Regions from separate parts of the Zea mays genome. Here region 1 is linked to region 2. A link is a contact called in public Hi-C data. All regions are on one chromosome and are shown on one strand. Each heading gives the region's core, a stretch centred on a gene start, on an enhancer-like site or on the middle of the called end of the contact. The rest is flanking DNA. Distances are from core to core; before and after follow the strand shown. Region 1 has its middle 36 kb from the start of LOC100383722. Region 2 holds the start of LOC100217313 (Transducin/WD40 repeat-like superfamily protein).

Region 1 (4,419 bases), core at 1,905-4,404, 94 kb after region 2:
ATGTATTAAGAAACATTTTCTCATAACAGTATCGTGGTATTATATGTTTCCGTTGCAACGCACGGGCACTCCCCTAGTAAATATATATACGTAGTATGGACATGAAGCCGGGAAAGAGATCCAGCAGATACATTCTTCTCTGCCAAAAGATGATGAGGCTGGCCTCCTAATAAAGGAGCTCAGACGATCACATCGCTCTCAGGATAAAACGTGAAGGGAAGTTGTTCACTGGGCCCACCCTTTTTCCACACCATATATGTTGTAATTCTCGGTCTGAGTGGGAGACTGGGAGGCCGTGGATTGGAAACGAGTGCTCTCCCGACCCATGAGAGCTTACTTATGCTTATGCCCCCCTCTGGTCCTTTCTCGCTTTACTTGCCTGCCTGTGAGCGTGAGCTGTGGTGGCCTAGCTTCTTCATCAGGACATGCATGATGCAAGACAAAGCCAGGGGTCCGGTCAAATGAGTGCGTGGTTGTCGATCCTTCCAGCGTCGGAAAAGCGAGAGGCATGCATGCCGAAACCCGGACATCTCAGCTTTCTCTCTTTAATTTGGATCTGGGTCGTTTTGGATTCCTTTATGACGGGGTTGGTCGTTTATTTGGAAGAGAGAGAGAGAGAGAGAGAGAGAGAGAGAGAGAGAGAGAGAGGGGGTGCAGCGATCGAGGTGATGAGAGTGTGTGTGAGACCGATGCCTTGGTTGTTACTCATCGTTGTCGTCGTTGAACACTACTGTTGGTGGTGATGAACTGCTAGCTGCTGATGGTGTGCCTATCAAGACGACAATCAAAGATAAGCTAGTTTATCGACGGAGAGACAGGAACCATATCACTGTTTTACGGTTAATAATTAAACCAGTTGGATGGCGTCATGCTGACGGGAGGCCGAGGTCACCACCGGCCGGTCCAAGTTGGGCAGGCATGTTGGCGGTCCAAGAGCAGCAGCGTTTGACTCCCCACTCCATCGACGTGTTATGGTTATGGTTAGGTCGTCTGAGAATCTGTCTAACCAGATCTAGCTAGTCAAGCCCATACGCAATAAATCTATCCGATTCCCACGTCCTGGATTGTTTCATTTCATGCCGTGCAAGCAGCAGCATCAAATTCAAGTCCTCGCACGATCTACTCACTCAGACACTCAGTATACCTCTATATATATATATATATATATATACTACGACAACTGAGCTATCACTACTGACCACTTGTCCCTGCCTCTCACAACTGAACCTAAAAACAGTCAAGATATTCTAGTAGCGTAGTAGGACCAACGCTATATACCTATATTATACGGTCGTACTATATGGGTGGTAATGGATCGTGATCCAAATATTTTTTTTCCACAAAAACTTAGGACCCTTAATAAATTTTAGTTAAAAATTAATAGAAATAGAGCACGGTCCTGATACGATTCGATCGTTACATTTTATAATGCAAATTTTAGAGCGCCTATTACCAACCTTAGTTGTACATGATGGAACGAGTTATCGGAATACATCATTATGTGTATAATGACATCAGAGTGAGTACCAAAAATAAAAGGAATTAGTAGGGAGCGTGGCGCAAGTCGTGCTTAACCATCAAACTTAACATATGAACAATTAGAGAGGTTCATGCCGCAGTATACATAAAATGTGATTGCTAGTATTCACTCGAGCATGTGAATTCTTATGGGACGATACACATTTAGGATGCCCGGCCGCTCTCCCAGTGCTCGAACTTAAATAGAGTACTTGGCTAACAACTAAAGCAAGAGAGCAGAGAAAAGCGAACCGAGAAACGTTGATAAGATAAAGTGAATAAAGCTTATATATGCGAGCTAGTAGAACCTGGCTGGCGTGAGGAACTGAGACCCTGTTTGGGAACAAAGTTTTTGGAAACCATGGTTTTTGAAATACTACAGTATACTTTAGTCATGACAATACCACAGTTTAAAATACTATAATTTTAGAATACCACAATATTGAATACATAGAGGTGTTTGGAAGCAAAGTATTTTTTTGCACGCGGGAGAGATGCGCGCGTTGCGTTTTACAGAGAAAATTGAGGTAGAAATCTAAGTTTAAAATAGTTCAAAAGAGCTGCAGTATTTGTAATACTTTAGTTTTGAAACAGAGATTTTAGCTAGCTTGCCAAACACCTTTCGATATATAATACTACAGTTTTTGAGAATACTGCAGTATTCTTCCAAAACTTTGAAAAAACTTCACTCCCAGACACCCCCTTTAGTGGACGCGAGAAACCAAGAGCTAGTAGAACTATATTTCCATTTTTTTTTTCTTAACAACTTAAGGTAGACGATATAAGTTCGTACCGTACAAATTATATACGTTAACGTCAATGTCAACATCCTGCAGTATGATAATAAACGATAACACACATACATATTTTATAGGTGGATCAAGCTCATATATAACTAACATCATTTAATTATACCAGATTAACCCCTTCACACATATTATTAATATATAGAGAGCCATGTTGATAGGGAATGTATCTGGTGCAAACCAACCTCTCCGTGCAACCGTGCAAACTTTTAATCTGAACCACATGATGTTGATCCAAGGGGGTGTGCGGGAGGAGTGGGAGGGGGATTTGAAAAAATGTGATTAGCAGCGGGTAGTTAAGTGTAAAATTATCCACGCCCCTGTGTCCATTGGATCAACATCATGTGGCCCAGATTAGAAGTTTGCACGATTGCATGGAGGGGTTGGTTTGCACCAGATACGTTCCCATGTTGATATGTTTTTATTAAAAAAACGATCAGCGTTCTTAGTGGGTGTTTGGTTTATAGGGACTAAACATTAGTCCCTCCACTTTATTTCATTTTAGTTCATAAATTGTTAAATAAGGAAACTAAAATAGAGTTTTAGTTTGTATATTTAGTAAATTAGGGACTAAAATGGAATAAAATTGAGGGACTAAAAATTAGTCCCTAGAAACCAAACACCCCCTTACTCGATCGAATCATGACTTGTTTACTGCTGAGCATGCATTGGACCATCGCTTCACTTAGGCCGAACAAAAGTACAGGCGTTAGAGTTGATTGCGGGTGCTTTGCCGTTGCCGGCCGAATCGCCACCAAACAGGACAGAGAAGCTAGAGCTATATACGTATATATATATAGTGTGCGTTTGGCAACCTAGCTAGCCACTTCGTTCGTAGGCTCGCCCGTAGCCGTAGGCATGCAGGCAGGGCAAACATATATGTTGCGTGCACGCACGTACCTCGATCTTTTCACATGTGAAACGATGGAGGCTAGTCGGACAGAAGAAGAAAAGGGCAGTTGTTCTCCAACTCCGAGGCCGGCCTGGGTCTGGGTCTGGGTGGCGGCTACTCATCATTCCGATCGATGGAGACTGAGCGTAGATATAGCTCTAAACTACTAGCTAGCTCCAGTTAATAAGTTAAAAAAAGTGTAGTTTTATTAATATCGGCTTCACGAGATATTTTTTTAGTCTAGGTCGTCTAGCGATGGATGCACTGCTGGTACGGTTCGGCGCATGTCACGGTCGGTGGCTGCCTAGCCTAGGCCTAGCCGTGCAAAGGCTGAATTGACGGCGGATTGGCGCACGGCGTCCTGGAGGAGCACGTGTTTGTCGCGGGGCGATGAATCAAATCAAATCGGCGCGGCTTGCCCGCTTGCATATTGCATTGCATTGCACGGTTGCACCCCCCTAGCTGCACGGCAACTCGCTAGCCGGCCGAGGAGAGAGAGCGCGCGCCGGGCCGGGTGGGCGATGGTCGATGCATGGCGAGGGATAGCGCCAATGGGAGGAGGAGAGGAGGCGCGCGCGTCGATCTGCGGCGCGAACCGCGGACCAGCACGGGCGGTCCGTCCGCCGCGCGTCGGGAGGACGGGTGGACTGGATGGCGACGGCGGGCGAGAGGGACGTGCAGTGTGGCGAATACGGCGAAAAGGTTGGCGCTGCTAGCTATCCGCGCCCGCCGGCCGGGGGGCATCCTCCGTTGGTCATGGGATCTTCAGATGACCGGACTCTGGGAGGAGATCTCGTTCGCTCTCGTCGCGGAATTATATTCGTGGTGAGCAGCTAGCTCGATGATTGCACGAAGGACGGCAGGCAGGGCGACAAAGCCAAGGGGGGTACGTAGTTATACAGTATATATAGTTCGTCTGCATACGTCGTGTTGCTGTAGAATCGATCACTCCAGTTTGAATCAACAAACCGTCTGCGCGCCTTCCATGTTGGAGTAGTAGTAGCTAGACGCCTAGCTAGAGTATGCTGGCAAGATTCCCAACACGCGCTGAATTAATTCAACACCGTCTAGGGACAAGAATCAAAGCCAGGTCGCGGGGACAGTATGTAATCTGAGTCTACACCAGAAGGGTTTGAACTTGTGGAGCCGGGCCCGGGCGTCGTCGTCGTACGTGTGAGTGAGCCCGAGCCTAGGGATACGCTG
Region 2 (4,224 bases), core at 47-2,546:
GAAACTGCAATCTAAATGACAAGACAGAGGAGGACAGGGCTCTTACCAAGAGGCAATTTGGAAGACATAATCATCTCCAAAGTTAGTCTGGATGCTGTTCTTGAGGCCCAGCCGCCACGAGGACATGCTTCCATCAGAATTCTGGGATGGTGACCCTGAAACCACAGGAGAGGAGCGCCCCCTGGATGGGCTGGCCTCGGCCTCCAACTCCATGGCCACAGCAGCCGCCTCTCCATATCCATCCATCACGCAACTTTCACCAAACAGGCAGCAAATGGTGATCACCTCTGATTGTGCTCCCGTACGAACTGCAAACCACGAAGCAGGTTGGAACCAGTTAAGGTCATGGCAGTCGTCTCGGCTTTGAGCCTTTAACATATGAAATAAAATCAGAAACAGCATGCAAGCAAAAGCAACGGGATTCTTGGTAGGGGCGGACCTGGTAAAGAACATAGGGTGTAAACTTAGACCATGTTTGGGATCTCTAGAGCTAATAGTTAGCGGCTAAAATTAGTTGTAAAGGTTCCAAACACCCCCAGCTAATCGTTAGCTAAATCATAGTTAAATAACGATAACTTAAACACCCCCAGTATTTCATTAGCTGGTCCAATCCAGCTAACAAATTGTTAGCTGGCTAATTATTAGCTCTAAGGGTTCCAAACAAGGCGTTAGAGCATCTCCAAGAGCTCCCCAGAAGTCTCCCCTAAATCCAGTTTTTTAGGAAAAACACAAAAACGTGTCTCCAACAGTTCCCATAAACCGCTCCCAACTTTTTCATAGCCCTTAAAACTCCCTCATTTGTAGCTAAAAATGAGGGATTTTTTGGGCTCCCCAGAAACAATCTGCCGCTTTAAGGGATCTGTTGGAGAAAGGATTAAAATCTACCCCCACTAATTATTTAGATATCCCTTAAAACTGATTTTGAGGAGTCGTTAGCTCTTGAGATACTCTTATACACCCAATATTTTTTGGTAAAAGAACTCAAAGTTAGGCAAGTAGCTTAAGTTAGGCTTCAACTCATAGGCTGACATTTGGTATGCCATTCTACCCGATGGCAAAAGATTAATTTTTCCATTAATTACACCTGAAATTAGATGCGACCAAACACAGTAGCTTAAGTTAGGGTTCGCGTGCCCGGTTTCGCACAACAGGAACGGAAGAGAAAAGGTGCGCATACCTGGTGGTGCTCGTCGCCGGCGAAGGACGCGAAAGGGACCGGCGAAGGCCTGGTCACAGGGCACCTGCCTTGGGGCGTCGGCGCCGGCGGTCGCACAAGTTGCCGTACGAGGGAGGACGCAGGCGGCAGGCCGGGTGAACGGAAGAAAAGGTCTAGCCACTTGTAGGAGCGGACATGAGCGCCGGGCTGGGGTGTGCAGCCCGGAAGGCCCAAAACACTAGGAGTAGGTCTTCGATTCAGCCCACGAACAGCCCATGCGGGGGTCGAGTCCAGAGGACTTGCATCTACCGCATTCGTCCGTTGCTCCAGGGCTTTTGGATCGGACTTTACATTCTCCTCCTCTCCGCCTCCGGGCTAGAGATGGCAATAGGTATCCGCGACCCGATAACCAGTACGTATTTACTCCATTAGGATAGTATATAGGTTAAATATTTTACCCGTGGGTTTGTTATTGGCAAAAATCTTTACTCAATGGATAAACGAGTATTAGAACGTTCTGCCTTCACCCATACTCGTCAACCCGTGGGTATAAAATACTCAATATAAACTTAGCTCAAGCATGAACTTTGACTTTAGTCATTCATCTTCTTTACTATTTAACAATCTTTTCTGCCATAATGTAATAGATGGCTTAATGACAATTTAATGACTATATAATGGAACATGTAATGTGTTATGTATTACTATCCTAGTGTTACTACTTTATCCAATTATCTTTGGTATGTTGAATGGATGGTTAAATGATGCTAGAAATTTTGTAATGGTATTTAGATGAATATACTTGATATTTGTATAATATAATATTTTGATAGATGTTTAATTTTTGTGGGTACGGTTGACCCGATGGGTGACTCATACCCACATGGGTATGAAGGTAAATCCATACCCACTAGTGTATGTGGGTGACCCGATGGGATTAATTTTTGTGTCGTGGGTATGGGTATGGGGTAGTAATACCCGATGGGTATTTACCTATTGCCATCTCTACTCCGGACCTGATGCTTCCCTTCTTTCCCTCGCCTCTGGCTGGTGGGCTCCTGTTGTTCTCCTCCGACCTTGCTCAAGGTTGAAACCGGTCGACACGGATATCCAATTAATCGTGATAAATTGGTATAAACCAGTCAAATTTAAAACCAATTCAGTTTAGAATTCAAACATATCGAGACCGAATAATCATCAATAAGACCGATTAACCGGTTACTTACCTGATAAACTGGTAGCACATGTACAGAAATCGAACTACTTAGATTTGTTGGCAAATAAAGCATATTGAGGTCCCATAATTTGAACGAAAGATGAACCAAATGTTATCACAAGTTCAATAACAATATTTGGCAATTCAAATACATTACAATGCATTACATGCCATTGTTTCATAGTTCACAAATAAAATCGAAGGTACGATACACCCTCTAGTGAAGATCATTCCCTCGGGTGTTCATTCCACGGATCCTATGTTGTATTATACTCCTCCGATGAGAGCAACATAATAACTTGCTCACGCATCAACTTTGTCTTGTACTTCGCTCAAGTCTGTCTGGTCCACGTAGAAGTGTACTCCACGATTTCATCAACATTTGGTAATACTTAGTCTCCTCCTATTGGTACACCCACCTCATCGGTTGGCGCGTCACCTCACCGACTAGATAATTCATATATGGAAGAAGGGGTGGAGACCAGTGGCGGATCCAGGAACGGGTCAAAGAGGGGCTACTAAGCTAAGGTTATAAAAAAAATTAAACAAAAGAAAACAATCTAAATGTTGTTTAATCTAACAAAAGTAGCAAGATCAAAAGGTTAAATACTCAAGAAACATGTAGACTAAATAAGTTGATACGAAATCTACAAAATACAACAGTGAATAGTCAACATATGATGTTTATTAGTTGAAGTTGCGAGACAAATCTATCTTTCGAGTTCTTATGCTTTAGAAATGCTTCAAAATCTTTTTACCTTTAATATATGCAAACATATACCTACTAAATATAGTATAACAAATAACCGATGAAACTAAAACCAAATAATCTTACCTTCTTACCTAGCACTAACAGCCACATAATAGAATAGTAGCACGCTAGCACGGTTCAGTCTTCAGCAGGGGGAGGCTTAATGTTGTCACGCTCACGCCTCCACTCCACGGAGCAGCAAGCAGACCAGCATGGGAGGCTGCACCTAGTCGTAGCGTGGGCACATGGTCGAGGCCCAAAGGAGTGAATGACGGGCGCCGTCGCGCCTCCGCGCATGTGTGGGTGACTGCCGATCGAGCGTGGCACACCGACGAACTAGCAATATGTGACGTGCGTGGTCATCGAGGATAGGGCTGAAAAATAAGCTCGAGGCTCGCGAGCCTCGAGCGATCCGAGCCTAGTCAGCCTTTTGGGCTCGTTGCCGTAGCAAGTCGAGCCGACTCGTTCCGGCTCGTGAGCCGGCTCGTGAGCCGGCTCGCAAGCTGTGCCAAATTATTTAATATGTAGAATAATGATGGATATTGGATAATCGAGGACTCGAGGGTTGCGGGAAGAGGTGAGGGGCGCAGCGCATGTGGTGTGGAGAGGGCTAAAGGCTGAGGGGCGGCATCCGGCAACCCTACCGAGAGGTCGAGAGGGGCTCTATCCTAGTTTTTTGGGATTTGGGCTAAATTTAACATATATTAGCATTTCTGTTGTGCAGCGACCGGGCTGCAGCCCGGGCAGCCCCGGTCGCACATCTGCCCCAGGTGAAGATGAACCTTGTCTTTTATTGCAAGAATTGGGGGGTCCAATATGCTTGTTGACTTGTTGTAGGCCATGGTGTCCCATCACGTGAATGTGGTCCTATGCTCCTCAGGTGCGTCGTGATCTTAGTCTTATGTAGCGTCTTCTCCTTCCTAGAAGATGTTCACCCGAACATGGCACCGACACACCCTTGGGACGAGCCATCACCCGTCCCATACGTGTCACTGCCCCCCTTCAATTGTTTCTTAAAAGGTGTTGCTTCTAGCACCGTCCCTTCCACTATTTCTTGCAATACTTGCACTTAAATCCGAGATATATATTGTCTCCATGTTC

The links. A called contact is a pair of places that touch in the nucleus more often than the background predicts.
Region 1: a Hi-C map of leaf shows a contact between it and region 2, with 2.5 times the contacts expected there. The contact joins the enhancer-like site here to the promoter of LOC100217313 in region 2. A contact is called at or near these places in 4 of 25 Hi-C or Micro-C datasets (ear, leaf and tassel).

The regions. Positions count from the first base shown.
Region 1 is chr3:216,533,852-216,538,270 of Zm-B73-REFERENCE-NAM-5.0, forward strand. No RefSeq gene overlaps it. Among protein-coding and RNA genes, the nearest start is that of LOC100383722, 36 kb to the right of the region's middle. Within about 2 kb of position 3,155, at least 19 of the 20 cell types and tissues checked have an H3K27ac peak or open chromatin away from gene starts, as enhancers often do. A contact at or near this core is called in ear, leaf and tassel, where this site is marked.
Region 2 is chr3:216,441,328-216,445,551 of Zm-B73-REFERENCE-NAM-5.0, forward strand. LOC100217313 (Transducin/WD40 repeat-like superfamily protein) reads right to left here and starts at 1,297. Exons shown (of 9, transcript NM_001143659.2): 1 at 1,178-1,297; 2 at 47-308. The coding sequence starts at 246.